Regions from separate parts of the Sus scrofa genome. Here all the other regions are linked to region 3. The links are chromatin contacts, called in public HiChIP or PLAC-seq and promoter capture Hi-C maps. All regions are on one chromosome and are shown on one strand. The core of a region is the stretch at or near the end of the contact, and the rest is flanking DNA. Distances in the headings are between cores, read along the strand shown. Region 1 holds the start of GNAI3 (G protein subunit alpha i3). Region 2 holds the start of ATXN7L2 (ataxin-7-like protein 2). Region 3 holds the start of PSRC1 (proline/serine-rich coiled-coil protein 1). Region 4 holds the start of TMEM167B (protein kish-B).

The links. Promoter capture Hi-C pulls out the DNA fragments that hold promoters and counts their contacts. HiChIP or PLAC-seq counts read pairs in DNA pulled down with a chosen protein or histone mark.
Region 1: a contact with region 3 is called in an H3K27ac HiChIP or PLAC-seq map of alveolar macrophages. The contact joins the promoter of GNAI3 here to the promoter of PSRC1 in region 3. A contact is called at or near these places in 1 of 5 promoter capture datasets (liver) and 1 of 2 datasets of contacts at active chromatin or transcription factors (alveolar macrophages).
Region 2: a promoter capture Hi-C map of fetal liver shows a contact between it and region 3, with 4 times the contacts expected there. The contact joins the promoter of ATXN7L2 here to the promoter of PSRC1 in region 3. A contact is called at or near these places in 2 of 5 promoter capture datasets (fetal liver and liver), 4 of 47 Hi-C or Micro-C datasets (embryonic fibroblasts, epiblast stem cells, fetal heart ventricle and 1 more) and 2 of 2 datasets of contacts at active chromatin or transcription factors (alveolar macrophages and skeletal muscle).
Region 4: a contact with region 3 is called in a promoter capture Hi-C map of liver, with 2.3 times the contacts expected there. The contact joins the promoter of TMEM167B here to the promoter of PSRC1 in region 3. A contact is called at or near these places in 1 of 5 promoter capture datasets (liver) and 2 of 47 Hi-C or Micro-C datasets (embryonic fibroblasts and fetal liver).

What each region holds. Positions count from the first base shown.
Region 1 is chr4:110,577,332-110,583,253 of Sscrofa11.1, reverse strand. GNAI3 (G protein subunit alpha i3) reads left to right here and starts at 4,342. Exons shown (of 8, transcript NM_001123117.1): 1 at 4,342-4,459. The coding sequence starts at 4,342.
Region 2 is chr4:110,641,949-110,647,401 of Sscrofa11.1, reverse strand. It overlaps ATXN7L2 (ataxin-7-like protein 2), which reads left to right and starts at 1,321. Exons shown (of 11, transcript XM_021090075.1): 1 at 1,321-1,511; 2 at 3,409-3,474; 3 at 4,378-4,588; 4 at 4,859-5,145. The coding sequence starts at 1,385.
Region 3 is chr4:110,809,320-110,814,883 of Sscrofa11.1, reverse strand. It overlaps PSRC1 (proline/serine-rich coiled-coil protein 1), which reads right to left and starts at 1,575. Exons shown (of 8, transcript XM_013997292.2): 1 at 1,229-1,575; 2 at 802-854; 3 at 654-711; 4 at 1-238. The coding sequence starts at 820. LOC110260358 (a long non-coding RNA gene) reads left to right here and starts at 1,633. Exons shown (of 4, transcript XR_002343531.1): 1 at 1,633-1,899; 2 at 2,727-2,768. It also overlaps a transcript of MYBPHL not described here.
Region 4 is chr4:110,967,549-110,973,209 of Sscrofa11.1, reverse strand. It overlaps TMEM167B (protein kish-B), which reads left to right and starts at 1,701. Exons shown (of 3, transcript XM_001926138.5): 1 at 1,701-1,834; 2 at 3,862-3,993; 3 at 4,790-5,661. The coding sequence starts at 1,825. The coding sequence ends at 4,872.

The DNA of each region.
Region 1 (5,922 bases), core at 3,093-5,592, 230 kb after region 3:
CTATGATCCTTGACTTCTGGGGGAGGGGAACCTGGTGAGATGGTGACGAGAGTAAAGGGTCATGAAGGTGAGATGATGCCTTTCAACCTTCCACGTCTCAGGAAGCAGGGAAGCTCTAAAGGATGGAGGATGGAGGGCAGCAGGCCAGACTTGGAGTTATTCTGGGGACCCTTTAGGATATTTCAGTTTCCAATGTAACTTCCAGGGCAGACACTGTACCCAAGCAAGATAAGGTAGTGACCCATGTCTTCTAATTTCCTTGCCAAGTTTAAAAGGAACTAGGGAGTTGCCATTGTGGCTCAGTGGTAACGAACCTGACTAGGATTCATAAGGACATGAGTTCGATCCCTGGCCTCACTCAGTGGGTTAAGGATCTGGTGTTGCTGTGAGCTGTGGTGTAGGTCATAGAGACGGCTCAGAGCTGATGTTGTTGTGGCTGTGGTGTAGGCCCGCCGCTGCGGCTCCCATTCGACCCCCAGCCTGGGAACTTCCATGTGCTGGGAGTGTGGGCCTAAAAAGGCCAAAAAAAAAAAGAACTAAATTATAGCCAATTGTTACCATTTGATTTACTAGATCTTTTTTGTTGTTGTTTTGTTTTAAACATGAGTTTTCCTTAAAGTAAGAACCCCAACTGGGTACAGCCCTTTCTTGAGTTTGGCCAGAAGCAAGGGGAAATAGCACTCAGGGTGCACAGAGTAGAAGACAGGAAAGCTGACTGCAGCTCTCTCTCTGCCACTTCCAGGAACAGCGTTTTCGTTGTATTTTTCTGTCTCTCTCTTGCATATGGGATCAAGTTTGGGGCTTGACTTTGGCAGAGGCAGAATAAAGCAGGATGCTCCTTCTCCCTGTCTTTTAGGATGAAGAAGGGAAAGACTGGGGGTTGGATGCTGAAGGTGGGGGTTAGCATTCGAATTGCTAAGGTGACTGGCTACAGAGAAGCCTGTAATCATCCTGACCAACAATACTGTAAATCTTTTTTTTCCAGAACTGGACTCCCTGATCTCTCTCCTCATGGCAGTGACCCATCGCCAGCCCCTGGACAATCGGGTACAAGAGAAAAGGTTGGGAATGGGAAAGTTGGGGTTTCCTTGGTCCATTAAAATGCCTCTCTACTCCTATCCATCGCTCTCAAAGTTAGCTTCAGTGACAAAGACTTAAATCTCTCTCCTACCTGCAGCCCTGGGTTGGAGAGGGGGCACAGGACTTGGGCTCAGCTGCTCTGTTTGAGACTGTAGGAACTATGTTGGTTGGTATTGGTGGTGGTAAATTCAAGGGAGGGGGAATAATTGCAAACTGGAGAGGACACCCATCCGGGATTACCTGTCCATCCACTTTCCTCCATTCAATCAGGTAACATTAAAGAGTCAAGACAGGACCAGACGGTGGAGTGGCTGACCTGTATTTGACAAATCCCTGGCTTACTGAGCATCAAAGAGGAAGATGGGCTGGTGGGAGTGGGATAGCTTCCCCTTTGAACAGCCAATAAATAATTTTTATTCTAAAAATTATGTTGATATCAACATCGACTCCTTCAGTTCAACTCTGTGCATAATAGTTGAATACCCCATTCTCTGGGACTCACACAGAGGCTTTGAAGTCACTGCCTTCAAGGTGTTCATAGTCTAATTTGATCAGGAACCTTGTATTTTGACAGAGCATTCACAGCCGGTAAAGCAGAGAATGTGTTTGAGAAACGTATTGAAGAATATGTTCCTGAGATTTCAGCCCACGGCAGCAAGAGGCCGACATGGAGGCTTCCTGCAAATTGGAAAGAATAAGGGCTGTAGATTAAACTCTGCTTTAAGAATATCATTTATTAAATGAAACTGGGCAGCTTTCCCCCTTTAGATCTAGGAAATTTTCCAGGTTTCTGTCTTCCTACCACTAGCTTTATTCTACTCCAGTGCCTATTACATTGAGGAAATCCATTAGATAGTATATACACCAGGGAGAGTCTTTTGTGATTGAAAGGCATGTTCTTCTCCTCTCTCCTCTCTTTTAAGATAAATTCATAAGGGAGGAATCGCATTCCTAGCTAAGGGGAAAACGTCCAGACATCATTGATGTAAACCCCAGGCATTGCCAGCAGGTGGCAGTGTGAGTCCAGTAGCAACAGGACAGATGCGGGGCGGGGGTGGGGTGGGTATAGGGGGCTTCAACAGAGCCTGGCCGCCATTTTGCTAATTCATTTTGCTTTTCCTTTGACTTTGCCCTCCAGCCTTTCCTTCACATACATCAAAGGAGAAAATTTTAAGTCCAAGGATATGGCTAATTCAGGCTGAAATTTCTTGACACTGTGATTTCACTGGCATTTATTACAGAATTTGACATGTGCCGGTTCATTTGCCGTTACTTTTTCCCCTGAGTGGATCATGAAGGAAATAAAATTTTCTCTTCTATTATGCTGAGAACTTCCCCAACAATTTCTGTCATGACCATCTTCCAGGAGTTTTCTGGTCGCCAGGGTTGCTTGATAAAATTCCATATGTAATCCTCAGCTGTGTAAGCTGTTCTTGGATGAAATTTGACCTCTCAATCCACTGAAGAAATCAACAGGTTGAGAAAACTGTGCTCTCAAGTTAATTTTTCCTGCACCGGGTGGTGTTTGGGTAACTCTCAATTCCAAATAAAAAACTCCTGTTGACAGGTCTCCCAAGTAACATCTTATAGTGGCATGGTAGAAAAGGGGTGAATTTGGAGTCAGATCTACTTGCTGTGTGAACTTGGGAAAGATGCGTAATTCCTCTGAGCCTATTTCCTCATCTGTAAAAATGGGGATAACATTACCTACCTCACAGGGTTGTTGTGAGGAATAAGGGACATGACACATGGAAGCACCTGGCCATACCTGGCAAATAGGTACTCAATAAATATTGATTTTTCTTCCCTTTACTTTGGCCCTTTTTCCCCTAAAGTGTTGAATATGGAAACGCAGTCCCTTTTATTCTAGCAGTCACTTAGAAAAGAGTAGGAGACTTAGAACTTGGAAGATCTGTTCTTGATGTATGATGGTAGATGAGGCTGTTTAGGTTGGCTCTCAAGAAATCCCTCTGAGGGTCAACAGTCACTATATAGACCTTTCTGTTGGGACCTAATATTCTAAGGTTTAGATTCTATTAAGGAAATAGTTTTTAATTTCAGGGAAAGACTTGGAGGCTACAAGAATTCCTCTCCCTAGACTATACGGTGAGAGAATTTGCAGGCTATTTGGAAATGAAGGTAATTAAGGGACACTTTCACTGTAGTATCCAGGATTATGGATAAAAAGTCTGGGGCTTTCACAGGGGATTTATCAACTTTCAGGTGATGCTATAGCCGAGAGACAAATTTTACTAGAACTTCGCTTTTCTTGTGTTACCACAACAGGAAGTTTTAGGAGATTTATAGGATGTACTGGTTTTGGGTGTGGGACTTTGATTGACTAATCTTGGTAGACGTCCTAACCCCTAATGCAGGACGATCTGTGAGCGCTAACACTGGCTTGCCTTGGGGAAAGGTAACGCGGGAATTTTCTGGAGCAACTACACTCTTTATCTTTCAGGTAATTTAAGATCTGTTAGCGATTTCACGTGGCCCTTTGCCAACATAGTAGCTGGGCAACTCTCAAGCCCACAGGGTACAGCTAAGAGAAGGAGGCGGTGGGCCAGAGGGCAGAAAGGGATCCATGAAGTCCCAACCATGGCCGATCTTACTTATTTCAGATGTGGAGCGTGGCCAGGGTCCAGACATAATTCTCACCCTAGCGATCTGGCTGAGACAACCCTGGCAGAGAAAGTGTTCTACACTTGGGCAGGGGCCCCAGATCGTCACAGCCAGAGTTCAGATGGGCTTTCTGGCCAGTGAGAAATTCCCAGCAGAAATTCCCGTGCGGGCTGTGGGCAATTATTTGGGAAGTCCCACCCCCCCAAGCCAATCTGAAGCTGGCTATGTGACCTCGGGAGGATGCCTTGAGCTGGAGCAACCAGTCCCTGGCTTTTCTGCATTTATCCAAACAAGGCAGCCGAAAAAAAAGGTGAAAGGGGACTAAGGTCGAGCGGAGCCCGGGGGAGCTCGAGAGAGCCTCCCCACTTCACCAGAATCGCCGACCGCCCTCCCAACCCTCTCTCTGTACTTCCGCTTTCGGTTGTGCCTCCCCTACCCCAGCCAGAAAGGTCCGCGCAGCAACGGCGCGGGGCGTCGCCGGAAGTGTCGTGAAACTCCGGATATCCGGTTCCTTCGGGCGCTCCGGGGGCTGACGGAGAGGGCCGCCGCCCAGCAGTAGACGCTGTCTCAGCCGGCCGAGCCGCAGTCTCCGCGGTGTGTTAAGTGAGCCCCGGCCCGGTCCCCACTCCCGCCGCCGCCATGGGCTGCACGTTGAGCGCCGAAGACAAGGCGGCGGTGGAACGGAGCAAGATGATCGACCGCAACTTGCGGGAGGATGGGGAGAAAGCGGCGAAAGAAGTGAAGCTGCTGCTACTTGGTGAGGAGCTGGGGGCGGGGCTGGCGGAGGTTTCGGGAGGGCCCAGGCACTCGGGAGCCCTGAGCCGGGAGCCCTGAGCCGGGGTCAGACCGGGCCCTCGGAAAGGACCCCGAAGGGTCTGGAGGCAGTGACGGGCTCAAGGCGGGGTGTGGGGCTGGTGGCTGAGGCCTCGGGCGGGCTTGATGAGAGGTGGGGTTTTGAGGTGTTTGAAATTAGGCGAGAGGGTGCGACTCCATGCTGTAATTGCGTTTAGCGGAGAGAGCTTGGGAATATGGTCCAGTAGGACATTGAGACTTTATTAGGAATATGGGAAGAGCTCAGATTAGGGAAGGTTTTGCAAGTGAGGGGTTGGAATGAGTTGGTAGCAAGGAGGGTGGGAGAGGGTGTTGGGCTTGTATAATGGCTTGCGAGTGTGCATGCAGCATGGTGATACTTTGTGACAGGATAGAGCTGGGAGGCTTGAGTGGTTAATAGAAATAGAGGGGCCGAGACAGCGGTTCCGGAGGACCTTGCCATTTATTAGAGTGGGCATTTTGAACTGTCTGGAAGGCGAAGGAACCCCGGGTTATCCAGGAACACGAAGATGTGTAGTTGAGGTAAATGACAGGTTCTAGGGTATAAAGGAAAAGAATTCGGGTGCAGAGGCTGTGTGTACTTATCCACCTTTTTCTGTGATATTTATTCTCTTAAGGTTTTATAACTCCTTGCCTTGTTTTCATAAGGGGGAGGTGGTGTGAGCTGAGGAAATTTATGTCCTGGTTTGTTTGAGGTTTGTGGCATAAGATGTAATGGTGTCAATAGATTACACAGTGGAAGTTTCTGAATAGTTACTAAGAATGATGGGCAGTGGGAATGCAGTTATCTAAAAATAAATTGTGGAATTGGACATACTTACTGTTAAAAGTGTGACAGCGACAGACCTGTACTTTTTTTGTTTTTTTCAAACTAAAAATAATTGGCTTCAGAAGTTCCCGCCATAGCGCAGTGGAAAGGAATCCGACTAGGAACCATAAGGTTGTGGGTTCGATCCCTGGCCTTGCTCAGTGGGTTAAGGATCTGGTGTTGCTGTGGCTCTGGCCGTAGGCCAGTAGCAACAGCTTGGATTGGACCCCTAGCCTGGGAACCTCCATATGCCGCAGGTCTGGCCCTAAAAAGATAAAAATTTTAAAAACATAAAAATATTGGCTTCAGGAATTACTGTTTATTTTAGTTGACATTCGTTTTAAGCAGCTTTTACAGTCAGATGCATTTTACTCAGCATGATTTGTTTTAGAATTTTGAGACACTGATTTCTAGAGGCTCAGTGAATCAGATAAAGTACCCTAGCATCAGCTTACCAATAAATCAAGCCACATTTCTTCACTGTTAGTGTTTTCTAGGGATCCGTTAGGGAAGAACAAGTGGGAGTAACAATTTCTGTAAGCAGTATCACTTTACTTTTTGAAACAATTGATTTTTGAGAA
Region 2 (5,453 bases), core at 72-2,571, 170 kb after region 3:
AGTCAGTCACATGCTACCTTTACATCCCCTAGAAAAATACACTTAGGCACAATATTACATTCAATGTCACCAGGTTCCCGGACCTTTTGGGAATCATCTGTGGTTCTCAGGTTAAGAATCTCTGCCCTCGGAGATTATATTGAAGTACTTAACTTTCCCTGGGTGAATATGAGAAGAAAGTCCGAGGTCTTGACATCACAGACCTTGACTTATTCGACTCCAATTTGTTTTCCCCATAGATGAAATAATGAATACAGGGTGAAGTGTAAGTTGTTGAGGAGGGAAAAGAGAATCAGTTCTCTCTTTTCTGATGTGATGGTGTTGGGGGGTGGGCTTTTGTCTCTTGATTGTGTGAAGGTGGGAAGGAATGTTATCAGCTGAGAAGAAGAAAGAGGTGGATGATTAAGGTTTTCCCAGGCCTTAGCAAGGAAAATGACAGATCTGATGAGAAATCACCCTATGCCGAGGCTCTGGTAGCAACCCTTCCAGCAGAGAAAATATTCGTTAGAAAAAGAAGCCAAATTGATGGATGAAGCCAGGGTCCAGCCAGGGTTTGGGAAGAGGCAGCACAGGGTATTGATCGCAGTTCTCGGGAGGAGAGAGACGGATCAGCAGAGATGCTGCAAACACCAGCAGCCTCGGGGCCACCCCAGTTCCGGGGCTGGCTCGGGCTCGGAGATAGCTTTCTGTCATCCTGACAGGTAATCTTGGTTAGCTCAGCTAAGTCCTCCCAAACCTAGACAACGCCACTCCAATCCTCTGCTCTGCATCAGGGCAGCGTGGGTTTCCCACACAGGAGGCACAACACGAGAGTTGATGACCCTCCCCCACTCCAACCCTTGTGTCCTTCAGCACATCCTACAGACCCCCTCCCTTTGCCCTTCGGATTCACAGCGCCCACCTCACTGCACCTACCCTATTCGATCTACAGGGAAGCGAAGTCGCTTCGTGGCCGCCAGCCCAGGAAGGGGCGCCAGCCAGCTGGCGGAAGCACAGCTTAAAGGGGCGTCTTGGGCAGAGAGAGGTTTGAGACTGAGGTTTGTGAGCAGTGAGCTTGGGATAATGAGCTGGTAGCACAAAGGATGTGTGCACAAGGGTTAGGAGCAGAGGTCCTGGGGCTTTGGTCTCTTTACCCCCCTCTCCTGCAATTGTGCATTTCGAGGGGCTCTTGCTGCGAGCTCCGTAGGCAAATGCACCACCTCTAAGACTACATTTCCCAGAAGGCTACTCAAGAGGGAGAGTGAAGTGAAGGCGTCCAGTGCTGCGCTTGCGCAAAGAGTGAGCTGAAAAGGTGGGCAGGAGAGGAGAGGCGTGCCCGCGGCGAGGATGGGGGGAGGGGGCCGCGCGGCGGCGGCGCCGGGGCGGGCGCGCGTCCGCGGCGGTGATGGCGGTGCGTGAACGCGCGGCGGCAGCAATGGCCGCTCTGGAGCGGCGGGTGCCGAGTCTCGATGACTTCGCGGGACAGAGCTGGAGCTCGTGGGTGGAGCGGGCCGAGCTGCCTGCGGCCGACGGTGAGTGAAGCTCCCCTAGAGTCCAAGGACCCCATCACTGTCTCCCCTCCCCCCCTCCGGGCCCCCGCCAGCAGAGGGGAGCCGCCGACGGGAGCCGCCGTCCGGCTCCCCGGCCCCCCAAACAAAGGACCCGCCGGGTCCTAGTGCCCGCCTGCTCCGCCACCTTCGCGCCTCCGGGTCCTAGTGCCGACTCTCCGCCAGCAGCCCACCCTGCCCACCTCTGCCTCTGCCGTTGCCCAATACCTGCCCCCACATCTGCTTGCCTTTATGTTTCTCCTTGCTTGCTATCCTCCAGCTTCCGCCTCTCCTGCACCTGCCTCGAGCTTTCCCTATCTGCAGCAGTCCTCTCCACGTGTTTCCCACGCACCCCACTTCTGTGCCCCCCTCCCAGTCCCCCTTGTTTCTTCGCCTTCTGCCCCACACCTCCTGCTCCTTTTTGGCATTTGCCTGCTGGCTGCAGTGCCACCGGACCCCCCCTCCTCCGCATTAGTTCGTTGGTCCATCCATTTATCCATCCTCCCTTCCTCCCTCCTTCTGTCCATCCATCCATGCCTCCAGCCCTCCATCCTTTCCCGGGCCTCTCACCCTGCCTCCCAGGCTCTCTCTCCTGACCCTCACCTTCTCTAGGCCCCCGAGTGCTTTTGGTGAGCGGCCTGACAGCCCCTTCTCCTGATCTTTGTCTCCTGGACCCCAGGGGGCATCTGGCCTCGTGGCCTTTAGGGTGACAGCAGGCATCACGCCCCTGAAGAAGTTTACAAGTGAGAAGAGGTGAAGGAGGAGACCACATGGAGCGGTCTCTGATGACACTTGTTCTCCTCTGAGACATCCAACTCCCAGCTCAGTTCTGTCCATCGCTGCATTTTAACCAACTTAAGGGTGGGAGCTGGCCCTCGGTTCTTGCATGCCTAACCCACCGCCCCTCATAGCTGGAGATTATATAAGACTGTCAGTGTTCTTCTCATTCTAGAAAGGGGCAAGTCTATTAGTAGGTGTCAGAAGCAGACCTAAGTGGAAGCCCAGGCCACCTCAGAACTGCCCCATGCTGGGTGGGCAAGGATGGGGCCATTGTCAGGGTCTGGGTGCAATGAGAACCGGAAATGGAATCAGACGGGTTTGGTGACTCAGAATTGATTTTTTTTTTCCAAGGGACAGGGAGGGGGCGTAGAGGAGGAAGGGGAGAGAAGTAAGGCAGGGGGATGGGGAGAGAGCTGCTTTGCACAGCTAAGATGTTTTGTCATCAACAAAAACTGAGGTACAAGGGCAACCCTTGCCCACCCCCCCCCAAAGAGGAAAAGGGCTTGTGTGGATGACCAGGGGGACTTTGAAGATGTCCAAACACCCAAGACAGCAGTTTCTCTGCTCTGTGGCCATCCTCTCAACACAGGACCTGAGAAGCTGGGTGTAACTTTGACAGTGTCATAGCCACCCAGGTGGAACAGAATTGGGGATGGGGACCTGGGAGAGTATGTGTTTGGGATTCCACAGAAAAGCAGAAAGGACCCACCTGAGACATCTCAAGAAGAGACTTGGGGATCTGTAGTAAAATATATTAAGGACTGTTTCCTATTTAAGTGAGGAAGTAAGCCCAGAAAAGCGATACATTACCTGTAGTCACCCAACTAGTCAGCAGTGGAATCCTGAACTGCACTTTGGAGCAAAGGAACCATAAGAAAGTTATCTGGATCCCTCCTGATGGGGCCGGCTCATTCCAGAGGTAGCTGGTGAAGGAACGATGGGCACTTGAGAAAGATCTACTGAAAAGTTCTTTAATGGTCCTGAGCGCCAGGTGCTTGCCAAGAAGTCTGCGCTTCCTCCTGCTTAGCGGCAGACCCTGGACAGGTTGGAGATGGGGTTTCTGGGATGAGAGTGGTCCTTCTGAGCTGTGTTTCTCCTCCAGGGGCTGAGTTGGAGGAGAGCAACAAAAACATGAAGAAGTTGGATGCCATGACCCTCATTAAAGAAGGTGGGAGTCAACACACATTAAGGCTGGGGCCCAGGGCAGACAGGGCCACCTTCGAAGCCCTCTCCCACCACGTCCCAGGAGGTGGCTGCTCGAAGCAGCAGGTCTGGGGATTCTCACTTTCATAGGTCTGAGTCAGCCCATTCTCCTGGCTCCTGTGACCTATTGAGGAAGCTGCTAAGCATAGGTGTTTGGCACCCACTCACCTGAAAGCCCACATTCTTAGGGACTGGTTAGATGGAACTCTGGAAGCTGGGAGAGTCCAGTCGAAAGCCTGTCACATCGGCCGGGAGGGGAAGTGTCATCTGAGTGGTGGGTGGGATGTCCTCTGATCTTACAGGGAAACCCTGGGGTCCCCGGCCTTGGTGATAAGGGCTTCTGTCATTGCAGACATGTCCATCTTCGGGCACTGCCCTGCCCATGATGACTTCTATTTGGTTGTGTGTAACCATTGCAGCCAAGTGGTGAAGCCTCAAGCTTTCCAGAAGCACTGCGGTGAGGGGAGCCCTAGGGAGGAGCTAGAGGGGACAGGGGAAGGTGAAACATGGAACTCCGAGGACAGACAGGGTCCGTTGGGAGGTCGCGGGGTGACGGAGGGAGGCTTCCGGAATAGGAAGGCGGGGGAGGGGCTTCAGAGATTGTTGCGGGTCGGAATTTTTGTTTAAGCAAACATCTAGCTTCTGGTGGAGTAAAGTTCTAACATCTGCAAAGAGCAGAGAGGTTCAGGAAGCGATAGAATTTTGAGTCTCAAAGGCTCCAATTCAGATGGGAAGGAGGCAAATTTAAACTCTAAGCTTGGGAAACTCCGGCATCTCTATCATGAGTCTGTGAGCAGGGTTAGGGGCTTGGAGACCGAGGCAGTTGATACCACTCACGTGTATTACTCTCTCCACCTCCTGGTGACAGAAAGAAGACACGGGCCCCTCAGCAAGCTTTACGCCCGGGCCCCACCCCCACCTCCAGCCCCTGCCAGCTCTCAGAAATGCCATGTAGTGAATGGGCAGGGCCCAGCTTACAGGGCCTCAGGTTCCACCAAAACCTCCTCCAGGGAGAAGGGCCAGGGGTCCCGGAGCCGTGGCCACCAGCCTCCCGAGAAGACCCAGAAAGACAACCTCTGGTGAGGAAAGGCTGGCGGCTCCCCCCCCCCCGCCCCGAGACCAGCCCGGACCATAGCTCCAGGGCGGGGGTGACCCAGGGGGAGGCGGCTGTGGGGCGATGGGCACAGCTCCCTTCCCATCGCCCCAGGGAGGAGGTCCCCTTTCCCATGTCCCGCACCCCTGCAGGAGCCCACGCACGGTCCAGGGCTGGGAAGGGAGATGGCTCTGGGCTCGAGTCCAGGGCCCAGCCTCCCCCCACCCCCCAGCCTACACCCTCTCTCCATGTGTAGCCTTTTCGTGCCTGTGGTGAATCTGGAGAAGATGTCCAGTCTCCCGAAGCCCGACGGACACGGAATCAGGGTGGCCCCGCCCTCTGCTTTCCTCAGCCAGCCAGGCAGCCTCGCCAAGGACTCCCCTGGAAAAAACCCCATGGCACCCCCTTCTAAAGAACCTCCTGGCAGAGAAGGCATTGAGATAACCCCCAGCGAGGGCCTGAGTCACCGGGCTGAAGGCAGCCCCCCTGAAAAGGAGCCTGGTGGGACCAGGCTGCCCCCTAAAACCCACCGGAAGATGGCTCGTGAGTAGTCGTGGTCTTGGGGGTCAGGAAGGTAGAGTGGGGACTCTTTGAGACTGCTTGGTCCTTGGGTCTGACGGAGACGGGGTGGGGAACGAGCGGGCCTGGCCTTCGCAGGCTGCCAGGGTCGGAGCCGCTGGTCATCCCTTGACGTGGACACACGCTTGACCTGCTTGTCCTCTTGGAAGCTCTTTTCAGCCCAGGTCTCCTGATTAAGGCCGAGGGAACCTGTGCCATGCAGCCACCTGGGGCGGCTGACTTTTACCTCTTTTCTCACCTAGATCCAGGACCCCAGACGCCTCCTGCAGCTG
Region 3 (5,564 bases), core at 326-2,825:
AGGCACTGGGCCCTCGCCCGTGTTCTCTCGCTCCTGCAGGGCACACTGCTCCAGCTGAGCTGCTAACCGATTGGCCTCATCGAGGATTTCTTCCAGCTTCTCTGGGCTGAGGGGGCCTAAGCTGAGCCTCAGACCCTGGGGGGCGGGGACCACAGCATTCGGGTCACTTCGATGAGAGAGGCCTCGTCGGACAGGTTTCTCTGGAGTCGCCAACACTGCTATATCTTCTTCCTCTCGACTGACGCAGAAAACAAACCGAACACCATGCCCACACGTTAGAGAGAAGGAGACTGGGCAAAGCCCCCACGTCTGAGCCAGAGCCACAACCCCAACCCTGATGTCCCTGCTGGCTGTGAGATCTACCTGATGAGACACCTGGTTCTATGAGGCCTTCAGCATTTTCTGACATTGGAAATTATGTCAGGATGAAGATGCGGCAAATCTACTTACCCTTCTACTTAACACCCTGCAATCTCATTCCAGCTTATCCCTTCTCCCCTCCCCCAGTCGTGTCACAAGGGGCCCAAGTCAACCAGCTACCCAGAATCCTCAGTGCACCCAATCTTGCTAAATTCCCAATCCAGACCCGAGGCCAGTAAAAGTTAAAGACAAGCATTGTGGAAGCAAAGTAAGTAGGATAAAGAGTCTACTACCTGTCAGATGGTGACAGCCCCCCAAAGTCCAAGGTCTCATCCACTATAAACTTTACATCTGTAGGGGAGGAAAGAAGAAATACAGCCTTGGGTCCCAAACACGGCTCTCAATCACAGGGCCTCATTCTTCCCTCCAGGGTTTCCTTACCTTCTTCTAAACCTTCCATGTTCCAGAGAAGCAAGAATCAGCTTAGACTTGAGCTGGAGAGAAAAATACCTCCCCTCAGGTCTCCATTCTGCCCAAGGCCTCCCAGCTAGGCCCAGCTAGGCTGCAAGGGGTCGTGCTTGGAGGTGAAGCAAGCATCCCGAGAGCAGCACTTGCTCCAGTAAACCACCCCTGTTATCTCCGGGACAGGTCCAGACACGTACCTCCACACTCCAATGTCCCTGCGCACGGCGGCCCCCGCCCCCTGCGACCCGACCTCTCCTCGCAGGGCGGTCTACGCCCCCCCATCTCCCTCTCCGCGACCATTCTCTGGTTCTTCCTCTCTCCAAGCCACCTTTCTACTCCCCGCGGCACCACATCCCTTCCACGCCGGCAGCCCACCCTATTTCTACTTTCCGTTCCGCCTCACCTCCTGCGGAAGGTGCTTTCCTTCCACAACCTAGTCCCGGGAATCAGCTCCGAGGGGGCGGGGCTCCTTTCGAATCTCTCAGGCCCCACCCTCTCCTACCATGCGCACTCATGATTGGTGGCGGCCAGCATCTCCCGCCCTCGTGGGGCGGGGCGGCGGAGGGGGCCGCCGGCCGGAAGTCTGCAGGTGGGAACCAGGCGAAGAGCCGTTCCAAGAAAGGCTCCATCCGGAGAGCTAAAGCCGGGAGGCCTGGAGCAGGGAGGCCGCGAGCGCGCGCGCGCGCGAGCGGGGAAGACCTCTCAGGGCTACCCTCCGGGAGCGGGGCCTGCGAGGGGCGGGACCTCGCGGCGGCGCGCGAGGGAACGGACCAATGAGTGAGAGCCTCGCTCCCGGCCGGCCCCCCCCCCTTCTCCGCCCCCTCCTCGTGCTGGGCGGGGCTGGGTTCTGACGCCCCTCACGGCCGTCGGCCCCAAAGCTAACGCTCTGCCTGAGGAAGTTCGTCCGGGGGCTCTTTTCGGAAGCGCCGTGGTAGCCAGGGCCCTCAGTTGTGATTTTTTCCAAGTTTACGGAAGCAACCAAACTTTATACCTTAGGTATACTGAGGTTCTCTAAGAAGTACATCTTCCATCGACTTTTTAGGCAAGAACTTTAGGAACCTGTGGCATCTTGAGGTATGAAGAAAACAGGCTTTTCAGACAGGGAAGTTTGGCTTCAGATGCAACCGTGGCTCCTCTGTTGACAAGTATATGGAGCATATTTGACCTGGCAGCGTTTATATTTGACCCCTCGCTTATCTAGGAGGATCGTGGCCGTCACAGTAGGACATGGTTAGGAGGATAATTATGAACACACCATGTTTTATACCTTGTGCCTCGGAGGCTTTTGAGGGTAGTGTTGGTGACTTGCTTCCTCTAAATTAAAAGCTGTGTTTGTAAAAAAGCTTAGGCCTCCTTATTAGGGATTTTCTTTGTTGTTTCCAAGGGTTGCCTGTGAATAGACTGGGCTACCAGTTAACTGAGCTTCTTAGAAAGGTTCTAAACATTTTAAGTTAAAAGGCCCTGGAAGAGTGGTTGAAGAGCTTTCTCGAAAACAAAGAGCCTGAGCTTTTAGTCTCCAGAGTTTATGACCATTATAGGCTTTCTGTTTACCTCTTAGTTTTTAGTTGTCAAGTTCAGGTGGTGAGGTTTGCAGGAGTGAGGTGTTACTGTGAGAAATGCCACAGGAAGCAGAGCAGCCTTGGAATTTAGTGGCTTGATAAGGGAAAGGGTGGGGAGGCTGAGAAGTTGCAAGTTGATGTGAGGAAGAGCTCAGAGAAGAGGCTTGCCTCTTTTTCCATAGGTTTTCTGCTGAAGGTGGAATTTTAATTGCTTGTAGGGCTCAGATTGTTTGGAGGTGGGAAAACCTGTGCCAGTAGCTCCCCTTCTCTCCTGGCAGGTAGTGGCAGGTGGAGATCAGAGGGAAAGAAACTCTTAATTAACTGCATTCCTTTTTCCCCTAGGAGCAGCGAGCCGGAGTAGGGAAATCCTTCACCCACCTTCAGGTAAGTGGAGGAGACAGTTTTAGCAAACAAAAGTTTCTCTCTCCTAAGGAAATTCATCTCTAATTTTTTTTTTTTTTTTTTTTTGGTCTTTTTGCTATTTCTTGGGCCGCTCCCGCGGCATATGGAGGTTCCCAGGCTTGGGGTTGAATTGGTGCTGTAGCCGCCAGCCTACGCCAGAGGCGCAGCAACTCAGGATCCGAGCCTCGTCTGCAACCTACACCACAGCTCACGGCAATGCTGGATCGTTAACCCACTGAGCAAGGGCAGGGACTGAACCCGCAACCTCATGGTTTCTAGTCGGATTCGTTAACCACTGTGCCACCATGGGAACTCCACATCTCTAATTTTCTATCACCAAATTATGATTTTGAAAGCTGTTGCAAAAAAAAAAAAAAAAAAAAAAAAAGCAGTGGATCTCCTTTCTTCCATCAGAATGACAATGTAGATTTCAGGCACAAGAATTCTTCATTCAGCATAAGGCCATTCACCTGGGAAATATATGTCCCCCTCAGCTGAACCCCAAAATGATATGTGTGAATAGGTGTTAAAAATATTTTGGATAAATAGGCGTTCCCATCATGGCACAGTGGAAACCAATCCGACTAGGAACCATGAGGTTGCGGGTTGGATCCCTGGCCTCGGTCAGTGGGTTAAGGATCCAGGGTTGCCATGAGCTGTGGTGTAGGTCACAGATGCGGCTCAGACGTGGCGTTGCCGTGGCTCTGGCATAGACCAGCAGCTGTTGCCCTGATTAGACCCCTAGCCTGGGAGCTTCTGTATGCCACACCTGCAGCCCTTAAAAAAAAAAAAAAAAGGAAAAAAGAAAACTTCAGGATTCCAGTGCAGTTCTTGAATGCAGAAAGATTACCTGTGTTTGGAGGTCTTGTCCAATGTGAAGATTTTATTCATTCACCATAAAGGTTGAGAATATGCCAACTTTAAGAGATGGCTTTGAGTACTTCACCAAATAGCAGAGGCATGGGACTGACTGTGGCCTGAGGCCAGAGGTCTAACTGAGCCTTAGGATATCATAGCTGGGGGTATTTTACTCCTTCCTGACCTAGGCCCTGCTTTGGCTGCAGGGAGGCCTCTTGGTCATTGTGTACCGGACTGGCTGGCTCTGGACCCTGGCCCCTTCTGCCTAATGTCCCTCCTAACACTCTCAGCAGGGATTCTCCAGGTACATTAGACCCTGCAAATGATTTGTGCAACTTTTTTCTCAATTCTCCCAAGGATGCTACAGAACTAGTAACATTCTCAGTGCATAGGAAGAAGTTAATTTATGACCTGCAATGAATGTCTTGGGGCACTGGGACTTCATTCTCAGGAAACTCCAATTGACAGAGGCTGAAATAGATACTTTGCCTCCACTGAAAATAGGCCTTTGGTCCAAACAGAAAAGTTCTTCACACTCAGCCAAAACATATCCCCTTCCTCCTCAAAACCTTGCCTAATGTTTATTGCCTTCTAGAAATCTTTTCTTTCCTAAACCCACGATTCCAGTGCAGGCCCAGACAGTGGGGAGGAAATAGGGAAGAAAGGCTTGAAGTCAAACAAACCTGGTTCAAATCCCAGATGCTCTACTTTCCAGCTACGTAACTTGGAACAATTTATAAACTTTATTTGTAAAATGAAGATTAAGAGAAAACCTGATGTCCAGTGCCTGATGCATAGAAGGCTGTTTCAGTCCTGTATTACTATGTAACCAACCACACAATATTTAGCAACTTGAAACAACAGCAACTGTTCATCTGCTCATGATTTTACAATTTGGGCAGGGCAGTGCAAGGACAGACTGTCTCTACATGAGGAGTAGATTTCGCTTGACCAAGGCCAAGGAGTCCAGGGTGGCCACACACGTCTAGGGCTGTGGTGCTGGCTGTCAGCCAGGATGCTTGGTTGTCTTCCATGTGGCCTCTGGTAAATTCAGTAATCTGTCCTGAGATCCTTTATGTGGGAGCTGACTTCTAAAAGCAAAAGCAGAAACTACCAGACCTCTTAAGGTCTAGGCCAACTGACATAGCATCACCTCCACTACATTCTTTTGGTCAAAGCGGGTCCCATGGTCAACCAGATTCAAGGGGAGGAGAAAGAAACTCCAGTTCTTGCTGGGAAGAGCACCATACCCATACCAGGATGGGAGGAATTGTTGCTGTCTCTGGCAGATCGCATCACCGAATGCCTTCAGTATCTTATTTGTTATAGAAATGGAGACATGTAAGCAAGTGCACCTCACCTTTATTCTTTCCCGGGGGCTTAATGAGACTCTGCTCCTGTTTCTTCAGTATCTCCCAGCCCTCCCTCTCATCTTAGTGCTTTGTCTTTAATTAGCTGTGTGACTATTTATGTGTCCTGCCTTCTGTGTCTCTGGGATAGATGTGCATTCTGGTTTTCCAACCGGGAAAGCACAGAGAGGAAGAAAGCAGATCATTTTGAGCATCTCTTTTAGCACCTGGTGCTGCGGGGTTGTCATAAACTCTCTAAAGAAAAGGACAGTGTTAGGAACCTCTGTGGAAGAAAATGTGGATATGGGAAGGGAAAGAGGGGCTGGGGGTCTGCAGATTCCATACAGTCTGGCTAAAGGATTCCACCGTTCTCAATGGTTTTCCATATAGAAAGCTCAAACAGATGGACACTTTTGCACTGAGGATGCATGCATTTATTTAGACTAGTCCAAATAGAGTATGCTGGAGCTCCTTAAGAACAGTCGCAGCGCAGTCTTCCTGGAGGCACAAAAGAGAGAGGGTATGTCGTGGTCATAACAGCAAACCTCCAGAGCGCATCTGGGATACCGAG
Region 4 (5,661 bases), core at 452-2,951, 160 kb before region 3:
AAAGAGTAGATGGCATGAGCCAAAATGTGAGAGCAGAGAGTACATTTGAGGAACGCAGAACAGTCTTTTCAGAGCTGAAGCTTGAAGTCCACATATAGGAACAATAGAAAATGCTGCTGGAAGGCCTTGTATAGCAGGCAAGGAGTTAGACATATACTCAGCAGGCAGCGGTTGTGTTAAAGTAAATAGCAGTCATGGTGTGGACTAAAATTTTCTAGTTCTGAGTTCAGAAGACCAGAAGACTGTCGATACTGGATAGTCCTTACTCTAAACCTTAGATTATCTCTAAAATAGAGGTGATGAGGCAGTTGTGACGATTACTTCAGGTACGATGACAAGGTGTGTTTGCTTTGAAAATGTCAAAATGTTATACAAATGCACGTTCTCACTGCTGTGAGGATTTAATTGATGCTTAAAAACTTCTAGCCTGGGATCTTCCATACCCTTGGAGGACAAGGCAGGTGTGGCCAGAAAAAAAAAAAAAAAGAAAAAACAGTGACTGAAATGGCAAAATCACAAAGGTGATGGATGTAGAACGGAAAAGGGGGCAAGAGGAATGATATTTTGAAAAAGAGTTAACTGATTAAAAGATAATTTACAAATTATAAATTCTAATTTATCCCTCCCTCTCTTTCCCCTTTGGTAACCATGTTTTCTATGCCCGTGGGTCTATTTCTGTTTTGTAAATAAGTTCATTTGCATTTATGTGTATTTTCATAAGGAGTCTGTCCTAATCAGACTTTTTGGCTTGCTTTTCCACTCCAACTCCTAGGAGGCTTTGATAGCTTTTCTTCCTCAAAACCAAGCAGGCCGCAGCCAGCAGGTGGCTCTGCAGGAGGAAGGACAAAGAATCCCTTTAGGATGTAGACATCTGCGGATTACTAACCTTAACTAACCTTCAGCTCCCAACAACTCAGTCGCACTTTCGCCCCGACTCTAATAAAGGCAGGTCGCGTTGTGTGTAATTAAGGATTTCGCTGTTCAAAATGGGACCTGTGGCTTCGTCTCCTCAACCCCGCGCTAACATTAAACTGACGGTGTATTTGGTCAGGTTGTTAAAATGCTGTGAGAAGAGCTGTCCCAATATCTCCATTTCCCGGTTAAAGAAGTTGAGGTGACCCCTGCATAACTAAATACAAGAGATAATTGAGACTATCCTGATAGTTTAAAGAAAAATTGATGCAAACAGGCAATTATCTAAACGTTTCCCAACAATGTAGAGTTTTAGCGTTATAAGGTTCCTAACTGAAAGTCCAAACGCAACCTCACTCTCCAGATTTGTTTAAGGAGTAAGGAGAGACGCAGCAAGCGCGGCTTCTTTTAAATGGAAGCTTGAGACGGAGACCTCTCCGTTGCAGGCGGCACCTCTCCGTTGCAGGCGGGCAGCCGCTTACAGACACACCAAACGCACACACGCAGACACTGCAGCTACCAAAGCGCAAAATAAAGGGCAAAACTGAAGCCTTTACCTTTTTCAACCACGACGCTAGCAGGACAGGTTACGCCCCAACACTAACTCTTCAGGGGCGCTCAGAAGAGACTTGGTTACCATGGCCACGGAGGAACCCTGCGGGATAGCGTTTTTCTAAACCACACATATTAGCGCAATTCCTCCCACGCAGGTTCCCTAGCTCGGCAATCGACTATCCACCCCTGATTGCGTTCGGCGCTCCCCTCTCTGCCCTTGCGCCTGCGTACTCTGACTCCTGCCCTGATCGCTGCGGCCCTGATCGGGAAGTGTCAAGCGGGAGCTGGGGTTCCCCCGCCTTCGCCGCTACCACCGCCGATCCCGGGACGCCATACCCAGGCCCCGGCCCAGCCGCCATGACGAACGGTGAGAACCAATGCCCAGAGCGGCGGAGGAGAGAGCAGAGCGAGAGGAAACGTGGCGGGCGGAGCCGGGACTGACGTGGCCGCTCTCCCCGCCCCCTCCCAGCCCAGTCCCCCCTTGTTCTCTTGGGGCCGTAACTCCTGTTCCCTCAACCCCTCTGCGGGTTCCTCCGCCCTGTGCCCATCTGGAACCCTCAGTGCTTCATGTGCCCCCTCCCCGAGTCCTTGGCCCCTACCCTGTGCTTTCCCTTGTCCCCTTTCTAGAAGTTCGTTCTGGCCCTTAATGTCGCTTTAGCACCAGTGAAAAACAGATCCTTCTCACAGCCCTCTGCGTTCTCATACTTTTGGATAGTAAGCTCCTAGGGAGGACAAAAAAATCAGAGGATTTTTGGCTCCACATTTGGGGGGGCAGTGAATGTAGACTCAAAAAAAAGTTCTACTTGTTTTGCAAAAATGCTTTAAAGTTTTCTCTTATTTGATTCTAAAGTCCTGCCTGGACGATCCCATCTGGAGACCATGGTTAGTGTTGCAGGGTTTGCATTTAGACACTGCCTCTTCTAAATGATGTGGCAGTTGCTACCCTGTTTGTCTGACCTAATTTTTCAGGTGTCTTCAAACACTTTATGGACATGATTACCGAATTCCAGGGAAGGGCAAGAAACAAAGCCTTTGCAGTCTTTAGCATCAACCTTAACAAGAAAGATGAGAAGGCTTCTTAGGCAGTATAATTTGAGGCGCATAGGAGAGCATCTCTCAAAAGTACTTCTCCATAAACCTGGTACTGAGGGTTCACATTTCCCGTCCTTGTGGCTTTTGGCTTTACCTGTCAGAATTTATGGTAGAAAAAGACTAGCAAGTAAAATATTGTTCAGCATAAAAACTTAGTGTATGTTTTAATTTACTGGACGCTTGTTTTAATTTGGCTGTGGGGTAGTTTTACTGGAAGGAGAGAGGGCGGTACACTGGTGGCCCAGAACTGGCAGATGCTGGTTTTGTAAAATATCCTTTTGGAGCTTCAGGAGCAGTCAGAGGTCCGAGGTTATTAGGCACAGTACAGGAAGGGATATCACCCAGAGGAAGAAATCATCTAAACTGAGAAATAAGAGAGCAGTTGGAACACAGTAATTATTGAATAAATGTTCATGACCCATCACCCTTTATTTATTTATTTATTTTTTTGCACTTAGGTGATTCATTGTGTTAATAAGAAACAGCTTGGGGAGTTCCCACTGTGGTGCATGGGTTAAGAACCCGATTGCAGCAGCTCAGGTCACTGTGTAGGTGCAGGTTCAATCCCCAGCCTGCTGCAGCAGGTTAAAGGATCTGTTTTGGTTTACATATGTAAGAAATAGAACTAATTGTTCAAAGGTTTTTTCCCCCACAATCGTCGTCCCACTATGTCCAAGCCTCAGATACTTTTTTTTTTTTCAAGAATGTTATTCTGGTAGAAATTTGGTTTGTAAGTAGAGTACATGTGAAGTGTAAGATAAGCATTGGAAAATTTACATGTGAAGTGTAAGATAAGCATTGGAAAATTTTAGTCATATGGATTTGAACTCTTGCAGTCTCCATTAAGCTTTACATTTGCCTTGTGTGTTGTTCACCAGCGGATGCTGACCTGAGAGATGTGGCTAAATATCTAGCTTTCCTTTATCACATGAGTTCTTTATAATAAGAACATGTTTAATTCTCTCCATTCAGGCACCAAGGGTTCTTATGCCTCTCTCAACCTATTGCCAGTCAGCATTCCCAGTAGGCTGATTCCACATAAAGCAAAGCACCCTTCTCAGAATTTATAGTTCTTGAAAGTGGAGGGAAGGGAGCAGTGAGATTTTTGTTGGGGAAATATCTACAAGTGATTTTGAGGAACAATAAAGTAACCTTGTGAGTCCCAGGACCATGGCTCCCTCATGTCACCGGCTGGCGCTGCAGTCGAGGTTATCATCTTGATATTCTGTCGCACTCTGTTCTGTGGGCTCCCCTCTCCCCAGCTAGATTAGCACCAAAGGTCTTCTCCTCTTTCTCTAACAGTGTACTCGCTGGATGGAATTCTGGTGTTCGGCTTGCTCTTTGTTTGTACCTGTGCCTACTTCAAGAAGGTACCTCGCCTCAAAACCTGGCTGCTCTCAGAGAAGAAGGGAGTTTGGGGTGTGTTTTACAAAGGTGAGATCATATCTGTCAGGGGGAGGAGAGGACAGTGAGGCGCTACACAGTGGGGGTGGGATGGGCGGGATCGTTATTTGGTTTCACTTTGACATAATTATTTAAGCCCCAAGATAATCTGGTAATCTCTATGGAGAAAAGTATGTATATTAAACAAGCTTAGACTGAACTGGCATTGTTAGGAATATTTTCCTGATGAAACATTTTTCTGAATTTCTAGAAAGAATGAACTGGAGCCTCTTTTAAGTTTTGATTTCAGGAGTTCCCATTGTGGTTCAGTGGTTAACGAATCCAACTAGGAACCATGAGGTTGCAGGTTTGATCCCTGGCCTCGCTCAGTGGGTTAAGGATCCAGCGTTGCCTTGAGCTGTGGCGTAGGTCGCAGTCATGGCTCGGATCTCGAGTGGCTGCGGCGTAGGCCGGCACCTGCAGCTCTGATTCGACCCCTAGCCTGGGAACCTCCATATGCCACAGGTGCGGCCCTAGAAACGACAAAAAAATTTTTTTTGATTTTATTCATTCGGATGTTTTTTTACTTCTTATTTGGGCACCTTTATCTGGAATCCTACTTACCTAAATCTTTTTTCAAAATAGGGCAAAATGTAAACAAACAGTATATTCTCCTAGAACTCAGGGCTTAAGGGTCGTATTTAATTTCATCCCTGGGTGGGGTCTTGAGACCCTTGCTAGGTCTCTTCATCTGTGCCTAGAGATTTCAGAATATCACCTTGAAAATGAGGACTTATATGAAAGGCAAGGTGTGATTTTTCTTTCTCTTTTTATTTTTTCCTGCTAGCCGCTGTGATTGGAACCAGGCTACATGCTGCTGTGGCAATTGCCTGCGTGGTAATGGCCTTCTACGTCCTGTTTATAAAATGAATTCCAAAGCATCCATTTCATCAGCCGCCAACCAAGGGGACAAGGGTGAAGAAGATGTTGGGGGCCTGGGCCCAGTGTAGGAGAGTTCAGCTAAAATCATCCAAGCCCCCAGGATGAGACCACCGCATCTGCCCCTACCGTATGGTGGGAAAACTCCTCGTGGTTACAAACATTATTTATGCTTCAGGGGACTCCAGGAAGCCACCTTCCTTTGACCTGTGTGTAAATCAGTCCTCAGCAGAGAGTATATAATGTCCAGACAAATTACATCCATCAGTGATATGATTACATACCTCCTGCTTAAAAACCTGTCACCGATTTTATTCTTCAGCCCCTCATCGGGATCTTTTCAAACTGAGGCTCATTAAGGAAGACCTGTGCTCAAACCTCTTGGAAGGAGGGATAATTTTCAAGACTTGACTTTTTTTTTTTTCCTGTTTGATTTGGATTTGACAAATTGCAGGGGGTGGGGGGACTGGGTGGGAAAAAGGAGTTATACAAAACAAAAAATTTGGCTTTGGAAATTTACCTTTCATATACGCACCTGGGAACATGAGGGAGAGGGCATGATCCTCACTGCACAAAAGAACAGATGACACAACTCTGAGTTTTACACGGAGAATCTGGGCCTGCCTATGACTTGGAAATGACCTGTCTGTGATGAGAGGGGAAAGGAGTAGTGAGAAGGAAACAATGTTCTATTCGCCAATTTTCTCAAAAGGAAACTTTACCCCCAGCACATGCTAAATGGAAACTGTGGCTAATTTCCGAAAGCTTTTAATATTACTG